Linked DNA regions of Sus scrofa: region 2 is linked to region 1. A link is a contact called in public Hi-C data. All regions are on one chromosome and are shown on one strand. Each heading gives the region's core, a stretch centred on a gene start, on an enhancer-like site or on the middle of the called end of the contact. The rest is flanking DNA. Distances are from core to core; before and after follow the strand shown. Region 1 holds the start of LGALS8 (galectin 8). Region 2 holds the start of NID1 (nidogen-1).

Evidence for each region. Hi-C and Micro-C count contacts between places; a contact is called where the count stands out from the background.
Region 2: a contact with region 1 is called in a Hi-C map of liver, with 7 times the contacts expected there. The contact joins the promoter of NID1 here to the promoter of LGALS8 in region 1. A contact is called at or near these places in 1 of 5 promoter capture datasets (liver) and 3 of 47 Hi-C or Micro-C datasets (all in liver).

What each region holds. Positions count from the first base shown.
Region 1 is chr14:54,885,934-54,891,710 of Sscrofa11.1, forward strand. LGALS8 (galectin 8) reads right to left here and starts at 3,138. Exons shown (of 9, transcript NM_001142827.1): 1 at 3,094-3,138. The coding sequence starts at 3,138.
Region 2 is chr14:55,235,683-55,241,720 of Sscrofa11.1, forward strand. NID1 (nidogen-1) reads left to right here and starts at 3,645. Exons shown (of 20, transcript XM_021073758.1): 1 at 3,645-4,294. The coding sequence starts at 4,070.

The sequences.
Region 1 (5,777 bases), core at 1,888-4,387:
CTCAGAGTCCCTGTCGTGGTACAGTGGAAACGAATCCAACTAGGAATCATTAGGTTGCGGGTTCAATCCCTGGCCTCGCTCAGTGGGTTAAGGATCTGGCGTTGCCGTGAGCTGTGGTATAGGTTGCAGACACGGCTCCGATCCTTCATTGCTGTGGCTGTGGTGTAGGCTGGAAGCTGTAGCTCCGATTTGTCCCCTAGCCTGGGAACCTCCATGTGCCACAAGGGCGTCCCTAGAAAAGCAAAAGAGAAAAGAAACTGGAAAAAATAAAAAATAAAAGAAATTAAGAGAGTAAAAGATCAGAGGGCAAAGCCATGGTGAGGAAATCAGGACAGCAGAAATCAAGTCTCTCAGGAAGGAGATCAACAAAGGAAGAGCAAGGGAACAAAGGCAGGAAAGAACCTCAGAGGCTAAAAAAGAAAGCTTTTTATTATTTTGTGTTTTAAGATTAAACTGCAAGGTAGAAAGGGAAGTACTTAGGACACTAAGGAGAAAGGATAAATGTGGAGGTAAGATGCCTAAGGAAACTGGAATGATGAGCTTTTCAGCACCAGGTGGGATTAATGTTAAGTGGTTTATTAACTTGGAGTGACAACCAATCTGTTTAATTTCTAAGTAACTTTTCAACTAGCTAACACCTAACCATATCTTAAGAACTCTATAAACAACAATAATAAAATATTTAAGTAGAAGGAGTTCCTGCTGCTGCTCAGCAGGTTAGGAACCTGACTGGTATTCATGAGGATGTGGGTTCCCTCCCTGAGCTCCTCGGTTGAGGAACCCAAGTGGCCACAAGCTGCAGCATAGGTTACAGATACAGCTCAGATCCCAAGTGACTGTGGCTGTGGTGTAGGCCAGCAGCTGCAGCTTCAATTTGACCCCTGGTCTGGGAGCTTCCATATGCTGCAGGTGAGGCCCTAAAAAGCAAAAACAAAAAACTGTAAGTAGATACTGAGTTGCCAAACAAGAGGTTTCACTGAAAGTATTTCTGGTATGATGAAAATTACTGACTAACTTTAAATGGAAAGAGAAGTGAACCTGACTTTTTTAAGTCTTGGAATTCTATCAGCTGAACTAGTCAATGAAATATACTAAAAATGAAAAAAATTACACAGGCCAGTTATACACTCTATATTTTTCAAGAATTCATATGGACAGAATCTGTCTACCACCAATGTGGACCAAAACTTCACAAACATTAAGAAATTAAAATAAAAAGGTAGCAGTTCTGTCTTCATAAGGCTTAGTAAAACTATAGTAGAAACTCAACACTTCCTTGTTGTTAGAACTGATCACTAAGAAAATAGCCACAATGCAAAAAAAAAAATTTACTCTGGAAATGTGGTATCATGACCTGTCCCCAGTGCAGCAGAGGCCACTGGGAGCCCTAAGTGCAGCTGCTGGTCTAAAGCAGCACTACCCCTCAGTTCCCCTTTCTCGGGAAATGAAGCGCTGGCTTATTTTTGTTTCAAGTCTGTAGCTGAAGGTGCTAACCCCGGAAATTACCAGTTCATCATTATACAGGGATATGCAGGTATTTAATCTATAAAATTATTTTCTAATAACATTCAAATAAGGCATCTCTGTGATGAAGACCAGAACTGAAAGTATAACCTGACCATCCATTCCTCCTGGCTTGAGCCAAGATTACACTTCAGTAACCCTTGACAGGCAGCATTTAGGAAAAGGAGAAAGAGAAAAACAAAAACAAAAACAAAACAGCTTTGGAGGAATTCCCACTGTGGCTCAGTGGTAATGAACCCAACTAGTATCCATGAGGATATAGGTTCCATCCACGGCCTCACTCAGTGGGTTAAGCATCCGGCGTTGCCATGAGCTGTGGTGTAGGTCACAGACATGGCTTGGATCTGGTGTGGCTGTGGCTGTGGTGTAGGCCGGCAGCTGCAGCTCCAATTCAACTCCTAGTCTGGGAACTTCCATGTGCTCAGAGTGCAGCCCTAAAAAGACAAAAACAAAACAAAACAAAAAAACAAAAAAAAAAACAACTTTGGAGAAAGTCAGTCTACAATATGAAGTTTTTAACCTTGGATGCACAACATCATTTTAAATGTCCTGCTGACTTCAAATCCAGCAAGTTTTCCTTTTTAAACCTACTATGACTAAAGGCTATTTTTTCTAAAACAGACATTGCTTTATATGGCGGTTGTACCTCATTCTTACACAATGGCATTAACCCCTAGGGAAAAAAAAGGGCTGCAGCTACAAAGCAAACAACAGAAACCTGAACCCACTTACTTACACTAATAGGACTGGTTGAAGGCCTTACTTGAAGGATTCTTACCAAGAATCTCCTAGAGGGTTACCAAAAAAAAGCAACTCCATCTCAGACTTAAGTTCAGCTTCAGACACATGGAAATGAAACATCTCTAAAGATTCTCACACTACATGAAACTAAAACAAGTTTGTTACTTCCCAGGAAATACACTGAAATTTCCAGCAATTACATTCAGGGTGCCTGGAACAAGACTGCTAATTTTTTTCATTCTCCACCTCACTAGTTTTTGACATTCTCTGCTCAGGTACCACGAGGTATTTGAGGGGCAGGGAGAAAAGCTGAGATGTTAACTTCTCACAAACAGGTCTAATTTTAAAAGAAAAATTAAAACTTGTAGAGTAAGAAATCCATTTTCCTTTGAAAATTATGTCTTGGGATGTTCTGAACCTTCCCACCACCACCACAGCCAAGTTCCCTCCATCTGTATGCCCATGCTCTCCATTCATAACATATGACCCTCGAACAACACAGGTTTGAACTGTGCGGGTCTGAATCCACTCACGCTTGGATTTTTTTTTTTTTTCTTCCAGTAAACACGCACTATCTGATGCGCAGTTGGCTGACTCCCCAGATGCAGAAAGGCGTGTTCTGGGGCAATCTGACTTGAGCATCCAGGGGCTCCAAGGGCTGTATCTGTTGGACAGGGCCCACCAGAGTCCCTATCACATGGCAGATACACCACTTAACATTTACTGAATTTTACTCTTGCCCTCCCCACCCCAGCAATGGATAATTACTATCCAAATGGATTTGTTCTCAACCCTGGCACAGGCAAAAAGTTTATAGAAATCAGTTACCGGGTTGTAGATGACATTTTGCAGATTATTTAAGGACAACGTCATTCTTTTCCACCTTTTTGTTGACCGGGGTCTCTCTTCTGGGTATGGCCTAAGATTTTAAACAGGTTTCATTTAAAGAATTTCCAGATTGAAACTGAGGCACTTGCCCTGTGTAAAATCAAAATAAGAGGGAAAGAAAAATAAGTGTGCATTATTTTTCTTCACAACTTTTTAAAATATATAAATTATTTTACTAATATTTACCAAATAACCAGATGGTATTACAATCAAAGATCTGACTGAAATTCTTATCCCATGTATTTTACTAAATAATTTTGCATTATAATTCCAGGAAATACTGATTTTAAAAGTACATCAGTAGAAAATTTCTAACTTGAAAATTTTATTAAAAATACTTATTGTTGAGAGTTCCCACTGTGGCTCAGCGGGTTAAGAACATGACTAGTACCCAAAAGGATGTGGGTTCTATCCCTGCCTCGATGAGTGGGTTAAGATCACAGCGTAGGTCGCATATGCAGCTGTGGCATAGGCTGGCAGCTACAACTCTGGTTCAACTCTTAGCCTGGGAACTTCCATATACTGCAGGTACAGCCCTAAAAAAGAAACAAACAAACAAACAAACAAAAACTTATTAAGAATACTAGAAGTTCCCTGGTGGTGCAGTGGGTTAAGGACCTGGCGGTCACTGCTGTGACATGAGTTTAATCCCTGGTCCAAGAACTTCTGCATGCCACAGGTACAGACCAAAACAAACAAAAAACAAAAAACCTAAAACAAAATAATAGCAAATACTCCTATACAACTATCAGAGAGGTTCATTTAACTTTTCTTACCTGTAAAATAAGAATAATAATAGCATTCACCTCATAGGTTTGTTCTGAGGGTTTACATTACTTAATAAAACATTGGAACAGTACATGCTAAGTTTTATCTACTGTTATTTAGTAGAAGGGGTTGCTTTACCTCCTCCAAATTAAACAAGTCAAAAGAAAAAAAATTCGATGCCTCAAATATTAATGAGATAGTTTTCCCTGTAGCAAAAAAAAAGTATCCATCAGTACTACATTTAAACCACGGAAGACTCGATGACTAAGCAGAACTAAGAGAGAAACGAAACTAAAGCTTCCAACATTTTCCTTCCACCAATTCTGTCATCAAAGTTCAATACACACTGACCAAATCTATTACTTTGCCTCTGTTAAGAAAAAACTGAATCTCCAACACTGGATGTAACATAAGCTGAGTAACCGGTTAAGCCATGTTACACAGCAAGAGAGATTTTGCAGGTGTAATTAAAGGATACCAACCAGCTGATGTCGATAGGGATTGTCCTGGATTATCCGGTGGACCCAATGTAATTACACAAGCCCTTAATAAAGAAAGAAGCCAGAGAAGTGTGATAGAAGAGGAAATCAGAGATTTGAAGCACGAAAAGAATTTAACACACTACTGCTGGCATCTGAGATGGCGTGTAGGTGGGCAGACTAGGAAACTGTAACGAAATGAACTCTGGAGACAAACTCAAGTATCCTGGAAGTGGATTCTTCCCCAGAAAATACAGCCCAAACCGGATAACACCTGAATTTCAGCTTGTGACCCCCTAATCAGAGTACTTGGCCTGGTCTAAGATCTGTAAGAAAAATAAATGGGTGTAGTCAAAACATCAAGAGCTATGCCCTAAAAATATACATTTTCTATTTGTTAAATAAACTTCATTAAAGCTAAGAAAGGAAGAAGGTAGGGAGGGAGGGGAAGAGGAAGGAAAAAGGGAGGGAGGGAGGCAAAGAGGAAGAGAAAGAAGCAAACGCTGCACCCCTCTTGGTTTATATATGTAACTCCCACCTATTAACTTACACGTTGGTCAAAACCTCCAAACTGTTGTTTGTGCTCCGCCAAACTCAGGAAACATCAACAAGAGCAAAAGAAAAGGATACAGAGATGCCATGGCCACAAGCCTAATTTACGTCGTGAACAGGGAGCGACCCAATTTAAACCATAGGCTCAGGTAAAACCGATCATTCCTTGAAATAAACACAGGCACAGGACTGCGGTAATCAACCAGAAGCCATCCCGATGCTGCACGGGTGATCAAAACAATTCGGAAGACTTGCGTCTCCTAACGTCCAATGACTCGGCATCTCCAAAGAGCGTGACCAGAGTCCGCCAAGGGCCACGGAGGTCTGACACTAAGTCTAAAGGACCCCGATCATATAAAGTCCCAGGAAGGATACGCGCGCGGGGAGGTGACCCGGCCCCGGCCGGGAGGTCGCAGATGAGAAGGTGGCCCCAGGGCTGTCGGACGCCCAGGGGTCCCGCAGGAAGGGCCGCAAACCCCAACCACCGCTCACCCCCGGGCGTCGCGCGGGGCGACTTCCCGCACCCAGCCCGCCGCTGCCGCGGTGAGAACCAGAGACGGGGCTGCGCGGAGCCGGTCCCACCCGTCCAACTCCGAATGGGGACAGCGCAGCCCAAGTAATCCCCCGCAGTCGCGCGCAGCAGCCCACTCCCCCGACTCACCCCGGGGCTGGCGTAGTAGGCGTCGCGGGCGCTCGGCGCAGGAGGCTGTTCGTCCGTCACCGCCTGTCGTCCGCGTTCCCGCCGGGCGCGCGCACAGCTACGGGAAGCAGAAGGGTCAAGCCGCCTTTTCCCGGTTCGCGTGCGGCCGTCCACGACGGCCCTGC
Region 2 (6,038 bases), core at 2,395-4,894, 350 kb after region 1:
GAAGGAGCGTATGTCTCGAAAGCGTAGGGCTTGATTTAAACCGATGTCATCATGTAATTGTGGCTGGCTATACTACTGCAGATATCAAATGATTCTTAAAAATACTGTTGAGGAGTTTCCTCACGGCCTAGCAGTTAAGGATCTGGGGTAGTTATTGCAGTGGCTCGGTGTTGCTGCTGTGGCATGTGTTCGACCTCTGGCCCAGGAACTTCCACATGCCGCAGGTGCAGCCAAAAAAAAAAGTACTATTGAATTCTCAAACTGTTGAGTTTTATTAATGTGCACACAGCACTGGTCACAGCATTGTGACCTTTGGAAAAGAAATAAACACATGATCCTTGTCCCGAAGAGCTTACATCTCGGAAAAAAGCACATAACACAACTAGAGAAAAACACCTCGCTATTAAATACACTTAGAAAATGACCAGCGTGGGAGTTCCCTAGCAGCCTAGAGGTTAAGGATCTGGCATTTTCCCTGCTGTGGCACAGGTTCGATCCCTGGCACGGGAACTTCTCCATGCCACAGTGTGGCCAAAATAAAATAAAGTGACCAGAGCAAAATATGATCTGGGAACTTCCATATGCCATGAGTGTGAATGAAAAAAAATGTAATCAAATATCATGTGATGAAGATGATCACAGTAAATATACTTGCAACTATAAATTCTAAAGGAGTGGCTGGCACCCAGCCCACATTGTCCTAGCAGGAGGCATAGCACCAGGCAACCTGTAGTAAGTACAGGGCTATAAATAGGAAATGACAGATTGTTTACAGTATATACTAAAGACAATACTAATGAAATTAGGAAACAGAAGCATATGTAAAAATAGAGCATGAACACTGTATATAAACAAGGGAGCAAATACATTTTGTGGATAGAAATCAAAGGAGAAAGTTCTCCTTCTACAGAAAAGCAGGAGGGGGAGTTCCCGTCATGGCTCAGTGATTAACCAATCCGACTAGAAACCATGAGTTTGCAGGTTTGATCCCTGGCCTTGCTCAGTGAGTTAAGGATCTGGCATTGCTGTGAGCTATGGTATAGGTCACAGACGCGGCTCAGATTTGGCATTGCTGTGGCTGTGGTGTAGGCCGGCAGCTACAGCTCTGATTAGACCCCTAGCCTGGGAACCTCCATATGCTGCGGTAGTGGCCCTAGAAAAGGCAAGAAAAAAAAAATGCAGGAGGGTTCGGTAGAAAGAACATTAGTTTGGTTCCAAATCCTGGCTCTTCCACTAACTGTGAAACCGGGTGCAAAAATTTTGCAAATCTCATTTCCCCTATCTTTGCTATAAAACTACCAGCTGTGCAATCGTTACTAGTATTAAATTCGCATCTACTGTTGCTATCCGTGTATGGGTTAAACATGCCACTATGTAATGTTGTGTCTGTCTAGAAAAGGGATTATGAGCTAATGATCTTTATATCTCGAATTCCTAATAGAGGGTCTGACTCAAAGTGGATTCTTAGTAAATGCGGAAATAGTGCAAATCATGAAAAATATACATTTAGAGAATAATGATTTTTTTGTTTTGTTTTGTTTGCTTTTTAGGGCTGCACCTGCGGTGTATGGAAGTTCCTAGGCTAGGGGCTGAATCTGAGCTGCAGCTGCTGGCCTATGCCACAGCAACGCCAGATCCAAGCTTCCTTTGCAACCTATACCACAGCTCATGGCAACTCAGGATCCTTAATCCACTGAGTGAGGCCAGGGATCAAACCCTAATGGATACTAGTCGGGTTCATTACCACTGAGCCACAACAGGAACTCCCAATAATGACAGCTTTACTACTAGCCAAGTACTTAACGTTGTGCTCAGCTCTGTGCTAGGAGTATTTCATGGATCGTCTTAATTCTCATAACAATCCTTTGACTGTAGAAAGGAACAGCCCTTGCAAATGAGGAGGTCATAGAAACCTGCCCAGGTTCACAGGGTGAGTAGTAAAAGCAGAGCCCAGGCCTCAGCCAGCCTGGACTCCAGGCTACTGTGAACAGGCTATGTGGGGAACTGCTCTTGCTTCTGCATTAGCTGAGTAAAGTTCCATGGACCAATAGGAGTTTCAGAAGCCATCTGAGTACTAAAAAGGCAGAGAATTCGTGAGAGGGGTGAGAGCATTCCAGGACAGGCAATGGCTTCTGAGATGGCTCTGCTGTCAAGCAGAGGGTAGGAAGGAGGGGAGTGTCTGGGTGCAGGCGGGAGGAAACTGGCTGAGCACACACTGGAGCCCTGGGAGCCATGCAGGTGAGCAGAGAGGAGCAGATGTGCCTCTGCAGGGAGTTCTCTCTGTGGAAAAGGGCAGAGCTGGAGCCCAGAAACTCAGAGACAGACAGTGCAGCAGCTGAGGATACTTAACCGCACGGACTAGAGTCAAGAAGTGCTTCTGGAGCTGAACGGAGGAGGCTCTGAGCGAAGCAGTTCTGGGAGAGAAATGAAGGAAAAGCCACCGGATTTTGCAGCAGATTGCAGGCAGCATTAGTCACTCTTTAACATCAAAAGAAAGAAATGTAGCAATACTGAGGCTACCATGTAGTGGCTAAGGTCATCTTAGAGCTGGACCACCCTGGGTCCCATGCAGGCTTCCAGCTATGTGACTGTAGCAAAGTGATTTAACCTCTCTGGGCCTCTCTGTCCCTCTTCTATAAATGGGGGATGGCTTTGTGATTGCAAAACGATGGTGCATTTCACTGGCTTTTTCTTCACATTTTCTCCTGGTTCAGGACTCCTGCTCCCTAAATATTATAGAGAATTTGCTATTATTAGAAAAATTATCCCAAACTGGGTCCCAGGCCCTTAATTTTAGCTGGTGAGAGGCAACGGAGGATACCCTGTTGATGCCTCCAAGTTAACAGGTCTGACATCAAACACCTATCCAAACTCTCAAAGTTGCAGCTCCCATTCCCCAACTTTAAAAGGCAGGAGAGGTTGTGCAATCCTCCAGGTTCAAAACTTTCCAGCCAGTTTAAACTTTCCTCCTTTCCCCTTCATTTCTTCCCAGTTTCCACCTTTTCTTTCCTCACTACTTTTTTTTCCCCTCTCAATGGTCCTCTGATGACCTCTGCCTCTTCTTTCAACCCACCGCTAAGTTAATGATCAACCCATTATTCAGGACACCACTTACATCACCTATCTTCCTTTGTCAAGAACACTCCCGCCAGTGTTAGAAGAGATCAGGTTCCTAGGTTTGATAGTAAAGGATTTACTTCAAACAGGACTCCTTCCCCCAAATTCTCAAGTGAGAGATGGCCCCTTGAATCCACCCAGAGCTCACGCCCTCCAGCTTCCAGAAAGTTCCTTCCCCAGACCCCTGGTGGAACTCTATCCCTTCCAGAAGACCTGGTTTGATTCCCATATCCCCAAAGTCGCTCTCCTGGACCAATTATTCCAGTCCTAATGGCACGTAGGGAGCACACCCCACATAACATTGAATAATGTCATACACTCAAGACTTTGTCTCTGCGTGTTGGCTCCTATTTCTGGCCGAACTTCCACTCAAGAGTTAAGAGAACGGATGGACGAGTAAATGGCCCTGCTCCCTTCTTGCTAATCCTCAGCACCCACTATCCCCTCTTCCTACCAGAGTCTGACCATGTGAGGGGAATCCGACCTCCGGACGCCGCCAAGCAGCGTGTCCCCGAATCCAGAGCATTTCCATGTTGCCGGGTCCCCATGACTTAGCCCAGACCCGAAGACAATGGTGAAGAGCTCAGCGCTCTGCTCCCACCTCCGGGAGGGGCCGTTCGATGGGAACTGGGTTAGTTTCAGGAACCGCGGCCACCAGTGCCCATTACCCCGCCGTGAACGAGGGCGCTTCAGCCACAACGGCGAGGGGATTCTGTGTCTCCCCTCGCCCTCCCCCTCACGGCCATTGGGTAGCCTCTGCTGCGCGCCCTGTGGACGGGGCGGGGCGCCTCTCCATCTCCCCTCGGTTCCCCTCCCCTCCCCTATTTCCCGGGGTGGGAACTTCGGGAGACCGGAGGCGTGGAGGGGTTGCTGAGGGGCGTCCGGTTACATCTCCGCCTTCCTCAGCCTCCGGCCGCCGACCCCTTGGTTTGCGGGACAGCAGTCCGGCAACATGTTGGCCGCAATCCGCTGGAGCCAGGCTGCGTGGACGCTGGCGCTGCTGCTGCAGCTGCTGCTGGCGGGGCCCGGGGGCTGCCTGAGCCACCAGGAGCTCTTTCCCTTCGGTCCGGGACACGGGGACCTGGAGCTGGAGGCCGGGGACGACCTCGTCTCCCCAGCCCTGGAGCTGAGCACAGCGCTCCGCTTCTTCGACAAATCCAACATCCACTCGATCTACGTGAGTGCGACCCCGGGCGGGAGGTGGGAGCAATCTGGGGGGAGAGCGTGGAAGGCTGAAGCGGCGTCGGAAGGAAGGCCCAGGCGGGCTGGGGGCGCCAACGAAGCCGGACGGACGTGGGCGTCGTGGGCGGGGACCGCGCGACCAGCTAGCCTCTGGGGCGCGGGGTGCGGCGCTCGGTTTCCAAGCCCCCGTGGGCTTTCCGCCTCCGCCGGGCCTCCGACGCCTCCCCGCAGCCTGTTCGCTGTCGCGAGAGGGGCACTCCGGTCTGGGGAGCTCGCCCCGTCGGCGCCACCCCGTGTGCGCCCTGTCTCACTCCAGGACCCCGCGACCCCACACTCTGGGACCCGGGCGGAATTTCCTCTCCCGCGGCTGTGGGCAGCTGCGCCCGCTGGGAAGCCCGTCCGCGTCTTGTCTTTGCCTTCTGCCTTTGAAGGAAAGGAGATGGTCTGGTTGGGACCAGGCGTGGGGCAAAGGCCAGAGCTAGGTCGCAGCTGGCGCGCGGGCCCTGGGACTCCAGTAGGTGCTGGGGCAGGAAAAGACCGCCAAAGCCGGCTCTCCGCCCCCGGGGAATTTAACCGACAGCCCGTGCATTTGTGTATGTGGACTCCGGATATGTCTTGGCAATGATTCTGCTCTCTGGTTGAGTTTTTTTTCACTCCAAAGTTCAGGGCTGGGAAAGCAGAGCGCCCTGGTGATCCAATTTCCTGTAGCCCAGCACTGTCACCATGGGGGCCCCAGAAGGGGAGCGGGCCTGAGCCTTTTCGCTCTCTGGAGCCTTCTAACTGGCAGAGCCTGGGTACGCTGTCAGCTTGGTAAAGTCCTTTCGTGCCATTGCCTTCCGCCGCTGCACACCATGTGGATTTCATATAAAGCTGTGTGCATTCCAGAAGTGGGGGGAACAGCACCATCAGCGGCTGGAGCCTGTCCTACCCATGAAATGGCTGTACTGGTCTTTTGGCTGGGGCGACTGCGCCCGGGACCCACCCACGTGGAGCTGGAAGAAGAATGCGTCCTTTAAAGTCTCCACCCACAGAGTCTCCAATCCCCGTGTGGGTTGACTGACGCTGAGCTCCTTGCGCACGCAGCCTGCTGAAACCTAAGACCCCGTCATAGGTTGTTTTTTTGTTTTTGTTTTTTGTTTTTTTGGTTTTTTTGGTTTTGGCCGCATCGAAGGCATGCGGAAGTTCCCAGGACAGGGATCCAACCTGAGCTACAGCAGTGACAACGGAATCCTTAACCGCTAGGCCACCAGGGAACTCCCGTGGTAGGTTTTTAAATGCATTAAAAAAAAAAAAAGAAAAAACCCCCACAGGACTGGGAGTTCCCGTTGTGGCTCAGTAGAAACAAACCCTAGTAGTATCGATGCCTAGTATTCATGAGGATGTGGGCGATCCCTGGCCCCATCCAGTGGGTTAAGGATCTGGCGTTGCTGGGAGCTACAGGTGTAGGTCGCAAACGCAGCTCAGATTTGGTGTTGCTGTGGAGTAGGCCCGTAGCTGTAGCTCCGATTGGACCCCTAACCTGGAAACTTCCATATGCCGCACCTGTAGCCTTAAACAAACAAACCCCATAGGACTGCTGAGGAAATCAGTTATGTTGAAATACAAATTAAAATATTTTTTAAAAATTGCAGGAAGCAATTAATATATGCTTATTTTTAACCATATTAAATAGCAAGGTGTAGCAGTGGATCCAGTGGTGGGTCAGCTAGTAACAGAACTTTCAAGGTCATGAGGACTGT